Regions from separate parts of the Phocoena phocoena genome. Here region 1 is linked to region 2. The links are chromatin contacts, called in public Hi-C maps. All regions are on one chromosome and are shown on one strand. The core of a region is the stretch at or near the end of the contact, and the rest is flanking DNA. Distances in the headings are between cores, read along the strand shown. Region 1 holds the start of GAR1 (GAR1 ribonucleoprotein). Region 2 holds the start of SEC24B (SEC24 homolog B, COPII coat complex component).

Region 1 (3,130 bases), core at 142-2,641, 310 kb after region 2:
AATTGAGCGCTTTAGATAAAAGAGACTGCAACTAAGGTTGGGTGGGGATGGTGACAAAGATGATGGAGAGTGCTCAAAGGCTTGAGTCCAAAGATGCAGAAACCAAGAGTATGATGCTACCATGAGGACAAACAGGTAACTGGAATGATGAATAACTTGGAGAGAGCAAGGAGTGAGACTGGGGCTGGTGGTACAGCAAAGGACTGAGGGCTGTGAGAATCCATCGTTCCACTTTGTCCCTCTAACTAGCTGGAGAAGTTACTTCGCTTCTCTGTCAGTTCCTTACACATAAGATAAAGGGGCACCACGTAATCTTGAAGGTCCCATAAAAGTTCAATGGTTTCATCACACTAAGTTGAGGATAATACTGGGACACCAAATGGAGATAAAACATTGAACGTAAACAGAGTAAAATAGAGCAGGGCAGTTATGAATAATTCTACCTCTGTATGATGTATAGAATTTAAAGTACATTTATCAAATCTGAATAAAAGTTCATTTACCAAAATTTTTTTATCTGTATGACTGATGCTTTTTCAAGAAGCTTACACTTTAGTGTAGAAGACATACTGTGATTCCTAATATTTCCATAGTTAAGTTTACGAAGTTCTTCCAATATGAAAATAACCCTCTAAAAAAGGTACCAATCCCCACCCTCTTTCAAAGAGGCGGTTGACTGCGCTAAATATCAAGGTAAGGTCTCAGAAGATTCGAGTGAAAAGAGACCAACCAAATTTAACAAATAGAAGGTCGCTAGCCTTCTTTGGGAGAGAAGTTTTAGCGGAAGTTGAAGTCAAATATCAAGGACTTAAAGACAGAAGATGAGAGGGGCTTGTGGTATAGACAGTGTCCTGCGGGGCTGAAAACGTACTTGACAAAGGAATAAACTATCTGGTACAAAAGACAAAAACATGGTCTGGCTTTCTGTCAGGTAACAGTTTCTTTAAAAGGACACAGACACCCACACACACACACACACACGCACACACACTTTTTTTTCTTCCTTTCGTGAAACCATAGTACAAAACGACGGGCACAGTACTGCCCACAATCTCGCGTACTTCGAAAGATCCGGAAGAAACAAGCGATTCGAAAGAACGCAGACAAGCCCTTCCACCAAGTTCCGACGCGGCCAGATCCACCTCCCGGCAGAGCGCGGCTCAAACGTCCTCAGAGCCACCGGCAGCACAGTTGCTGGAGCCGCAACCAACTGACGAGCGAGGGGACTGCAGCGTAGCCTGAGAGGACAGGGTGCACTGCCACTCAGCTGCCACCAGGTACAAGCCGATCCGCTGGGACAGGCGCGGTCCCTGACGCCAGCCATCGCCAAGGGCAACACCGCGGGGCGGCACTTCCTGCAACGTCACGCTGCAAAGGACGCCGCTATTGTACGTCACTTCCTCCGCTCTCCGTAGACAACTGCACCTAACTGTCGTAAAGTAGCGGTTGACGTTAGATATTATTGATACCCTTCCATCGCTGAAGGCGTTTTCGGGCAGGTGACAGCGTCCCTGATTCCGCGGGTGACTGGCTGGCTTTCTGAACCAGTTATTCGAGTTTCTATTTGGTTCCCTCCCCACCTCCGTTTTGTGTCGGTACGGTGGCCGAAGAGGCTCGTGTGCGGCGGAAGTACCGGGCGGGAGGGTGTGAGCCTCCGGGCCTGAGGTGCACGTGGCGCCGGTGAGTGGCGGGAGGGGCAGAGCGGTCTGAAGATGCTGGAGGTGGAACCTAGCGGAGGGAGGGGGGGAATGCGTCTGAAGACCTTGCTGCCAGCTGGGGGAGGAAGTACTCACCAGGGGTGACGGGGCTGGTGAGTGGATAGTCAGCGCTCACAGGGCTATGGGGAGGGGACGCTCACTCTTCGGGCTCGTCGCTGGCCGCCTTGGGTGAGGTGGCAGGGTTGCTATTATTATTGTTGTCTACTTCTATGGTTTCTGACTGAGGCTCAGAGGGGTTCGGTGGTGCCCCCAGAGGCCACAGTGACTGAAAGGCACGCCCTGCTTTTCTAACCAGGTGGGAGCGAGCATGTCTTTTCGTGGGGGAGGTCGCGGAGGATTTAGTCGAGGTGGCGGCTTCGGTCGCGGCGGCAGCAGCAACCACCACTTCCGAGGTGGAGGCGGCGGCAATTTCAGAGGCGGCGGCGGCGGCAGAGGAGGATTTGGACGAGGGGGCGGCCGCGGAGGTTTTAACAGAGGCCAGGACCACGGACCTCCAGAGCAAGTAGTTTGTAAGTAGGCTTCAAAGCTTGGCCCACCGGGTGGCGAGGGTGGAGTGGGGTCGGGGGCCGGAGGTTGTGGGTTTGTGTTATTAGTAAGTTTGACTGGGAGTCAGGTGCTGAAAGATAGATCCAGCAGCTCTCTCTCCTACGGAGGTTGCTACTTGATCGGGGAGTCAAGCCTCTGGAGAGGCTGTAAAGTGACGTATAATCGTGCTGTAGAAGTAAGGGGGAGATAAGAAAGCTGAAGGACAGTTAGAATGCATCGTGGAGATGGAATTTGGGTTTGGGCTGAAAGGGAGATACAACTACGTAATATTGTGCGTTTACCCCTACTGTCCCTATTTTACAGATAAGAAAACTGATTCAGCGTTAAGTTTCTTTTTTCGGGTCATAGTGAGAAGTGATCAGTAAGTGATGTATTTGAGATACAAAGCCAGGTTTCCTGACCCCAAAGCCCATGCTTTTAATTGCTACTCATAACTAAGTGAAGTGAGTAAAAAAAACTTGCTCAGAAGGGAAACTACTGGGGGGAGTCAAGAAAAAGACCTAATTAGAGGAGTTTTGGAGTAATTATCAAAAAGGTAGGATGGAAGTCATGGAAAGTGAGACAGATTTGATGGTAGAAGCCTACATCAAAGAAGAGAAAGGATGAACAGAGTCTAATATAAAGAGTAGGGTGGATCAGTATGCAAAATGGTTTGAAGAGGTCAACGTCTAGAGTCAAAGGTCCTCGCCCCATAGCGGTCCATGCATGACACATCAGAGCATGGTGAAAGTGAGGGAAAAAAGAAGAGTTCGATGGGAGAGATATTTCAGTGGAAACAGACTCAGTAGAACTTGGCTAATACTAGGAATAAAAGGCTTCAGGTTTTGAGCTTGGGTGATAGGAATTGAGAGTCGGTTTTGCAGGAA
Region 2 (2,947 bases), core at 150-2,649:
CTTCTGGATATTGTAATGTAAAAGTATTGCTTGGGTTGCTTACTAGTGTAGCGTATAAAATGGAAAGGAAAAATTAATCAGAATTATGGAAATAAGAATAAAGATAAATTCCAAAAACAAAAGTACAAATCCAACTACTGAAATCCTATTTGTAATTCATTTGGTGCATTAAAGCACCAAGTATCATTAATTCACGGCAGCAACTAAAGGGAAGCTTCGCATTATTCTAGGACTACAACACACTTTATGTTTGGCATAATCATTCAGTAATTAGACATCGCTCCAGAAATAAAACCTTGCAACATCCCATTCGGAATTCGACGCTTTTGAACAATTTCATTTCTAACAAACACAGAATGACTGTGGCATACTCAGGATTCCAAGATGGCAAAATGACTTGCTTGCCAGGGCTTGCTTACCAGTTAACATGCTGGGACAGGCCAGAGATTCAACGATTTCACTAGCGTAGACAAACCACGCTGAGTTCTTGCTTTGGGTGTTACAGCTTCTCTTCTGAACATCAATAGGATGAGCCAACTCTTGGCAAAAATCATGAGGACGATAAAGTTTGCCTTTCAGCTTCCCTTATACTCCATTTCCCCCTTTCCTTTCCCAGGATTTAAGTCAGTGGGAAAAGTTCTCAATTCTTATTGAGATACTGTGTTTATCATAGAGAAATATTTCCTTTTCTTTTGCCCAGGATTATAATTCCCTACGGACAGGGAGCTTGAATGTCTATTTCCTTTAGGATTTAATATTAAGGGGGAAAACACCTCAAGATTAAAAAAAAAAAAAAGCCAAACCCAGGGTTCCTCTTCGGAGGAAGGGTGAGCTGGGTCAGTCCGGCCAGGCGCTGCCTTGGTCTCCGGAGGTCACCCCGCAGCTCTGGAACCCCGTCCCCGCACCGCACCGCCCGGCCCAGGCCCGCCGCGCTCCTGCCTCCGCCCCACGTGGGAGCGGGCCCAGCGCCGTCTATCCTGGTCCACCCCTTTCGCCCCGAGGCGACAGCAGGTTCGCCTGGGCCCGAGGTCGCAGGGCTGGCTGGGAGGCTGCCGCCCCGCGCCCCGCCTCCGGCCTGGGCGCGCCGGGCTCCGCCTGCAGGGGGCGCTGCGGCTCGCACAGTCAGCGCCTGCCGGGAGCGACCCGCGGGGTGGGAGTCCCGCGTCTCGGGGCTCGAGGCGGCGGCGGGGCAGGGCCGGGAGGGGTTCCGGCGCCCGCAGCGGCCGAGCTAGGCTCCAGGGCGGAGCGCGAGCACTCCAGCCACGGTCCCGGGCGACTCCGTCGGTGACGCCGGGCGCGTTCTTTCCTCTTCCTCTCGCCGCTCCGGCTCCGCCTTCCCTTCCCTTCCCTCCGCCCAACTACCCGAAGCGGAGCCGCGGCCGCCGCCCGCAGTGCCGTCATGTCGGCCCCCGCCGGGTCACCTCATCCGGCCGCCAGTTCCCGGATCCCGCCCAAGCTTGGCGGAGCCGCCGCCTCAGGAGCCGCCGCGCCCGCGGGCCCGGGCCCGGGGCCTCACCAGCAGAACGGTGAGGAGGGCGGCCGGGGCGGAGCGCGGGGCCTAGTGCTGGCGGGGCAGCCTGCGCGGCCGAATCGGGCGGGGCGGGAGGGAGGGCGGTGGGAGGGCGGGCGGCTGCCGGGGCGGGGTGGCGGGCGGCACGCGGCGGGGGTCGGCCCCGGGGGGTTTCGGGGGGCTGGGGGGGGAGGGGCGGCCCGGCGTGGGGGCCGGCCCGGGGAATCAGGGAGCAGGGCTGTCTCTGTAGTGTGACCCCGGGCCCGAAACCACGGGGACGAGTAGGGGCCATAGAAAAGGGGGAGACCAGACACCGCGTGAAATCCCTTTTATCCAGCCCGGGCGCAGGGGAGTTTCCACGGGCGACCCCTTCGCCCAGATACCGGGCGAAAAGCCGAGGCCGCAGAGTGCGTGGTCCGTGGAAGGCTGGTGTAGCCATGGAGCTGGGAGGGTTGTGCCCTTCCTGTCTCAGGAAAATTGCTCTGATTTCTGAGGCCCGGCGAGCACGCTGCCTGGAAGGGAACTGAAGTTAGTGCCCAAGTTTGTAGACAAAGGGTGTAAAGATGCAACACAAGTGTAACTGTAACCCTGACCCAGTTCGGCCTCAAGATCTGTCATTGCTGCTGCGGCCGCTACTCGAGCGTTTGGTTTGCTGGTCGTGTTTGAAAGGGAGCAGGTGTCAAACGGATTTAAACGAATACTTTTAGATCTGGGTGTTTCCCCCCCCCCCGCCCCCCCCCCCCCCCCAGCTTCACTTTCAAAAACACAAAAACGTGCCAGAGTTGGCCCTGTTTGAGGCAAGGCCTTCATACCGGCAGCAGCCAATGCACCGTGAAAGCGCTTTCATACTAAGGTCGCGGGCTTTGGGGATGCGCGAGTTTCAGCTGAAAAATGATCGGCTCTAGTATTCCCTCATCTTGAAATTTGGAGTGTTCGTGGCTGGGGCCGGGGGAGAGGGGGCCTCCCTTTATAGACGATAACATTTTAGATGAGAACTCTCGAAAGTGATGGACTGAATACTTAAGAATATGTCTGGTTCTCTGTAAAAGAGAACAAGGTCTGCTGGTACTCTTTAAAAATGGTTGTTGGACTGACCTATTTTATCCAATCTGTGATATGAAAACTTACTAGACTTTATAAACCAGTTCAGCCAGCATCTAAATTTTATAACTGATGCTTTTCAAGCTTGCAGTTTATCGTTTATCCTGAGAACCAGAAGTTGAATTTTTTTCATAAGTCAAACGTGATGGCTTAGCCTTATCCTTTGGATCAGCCATACTTGTCAGTATTACATGCTTTACTTTAACTGGTCATTGTTTACTCTGTGGGTTTTGAATGTGAACAGTGTAGTAGGTTTTGTACTTCTGTCCTGAACATACATGAAGATATTATTTGTGAGCAGGTTTTGTTCTTGTAAACTTGATATAAATTCTTGTT

What was found. A called contact is a pair of places that touch in the nucleus more often than the background predicts.
Region 1: a contact with region 2 is called in a Hi-C map of kidney, with 7 times the contacts expected there. The contact joins the promoter of GAR1 here to the promoter of SEC24B in region 2. A contact is called at or near these places in 2 of 2 Hi-C or Micro-C datasets (kidney and lung).

Annotation. Positions count from the first base shown.
Region 1 is chr5:109,427,142-109,430,271 of mPhoPho1.1, forward strand. GAR1 (GAR1 ribonucleoprotein) reads left to right here and starts at 1,392. Exons shown (of 7, transcript XM_065878101.1): 1 at 1,392-1,680; 2 at 2,014-2,227. The coding sequence starts at 2,026.
Region 2 is chr5:109,120,232-109,123,178 of mPhoPho1.1, forward strand. It overlaps SEC24B (SEC24 homolog B, COPII coat complex component), which reads left to right and starts at 1,400. Exons shown (of 23, transcript XM_065877347.1): 1 at 1,400-1,526. The coding sequence starts at 1,400.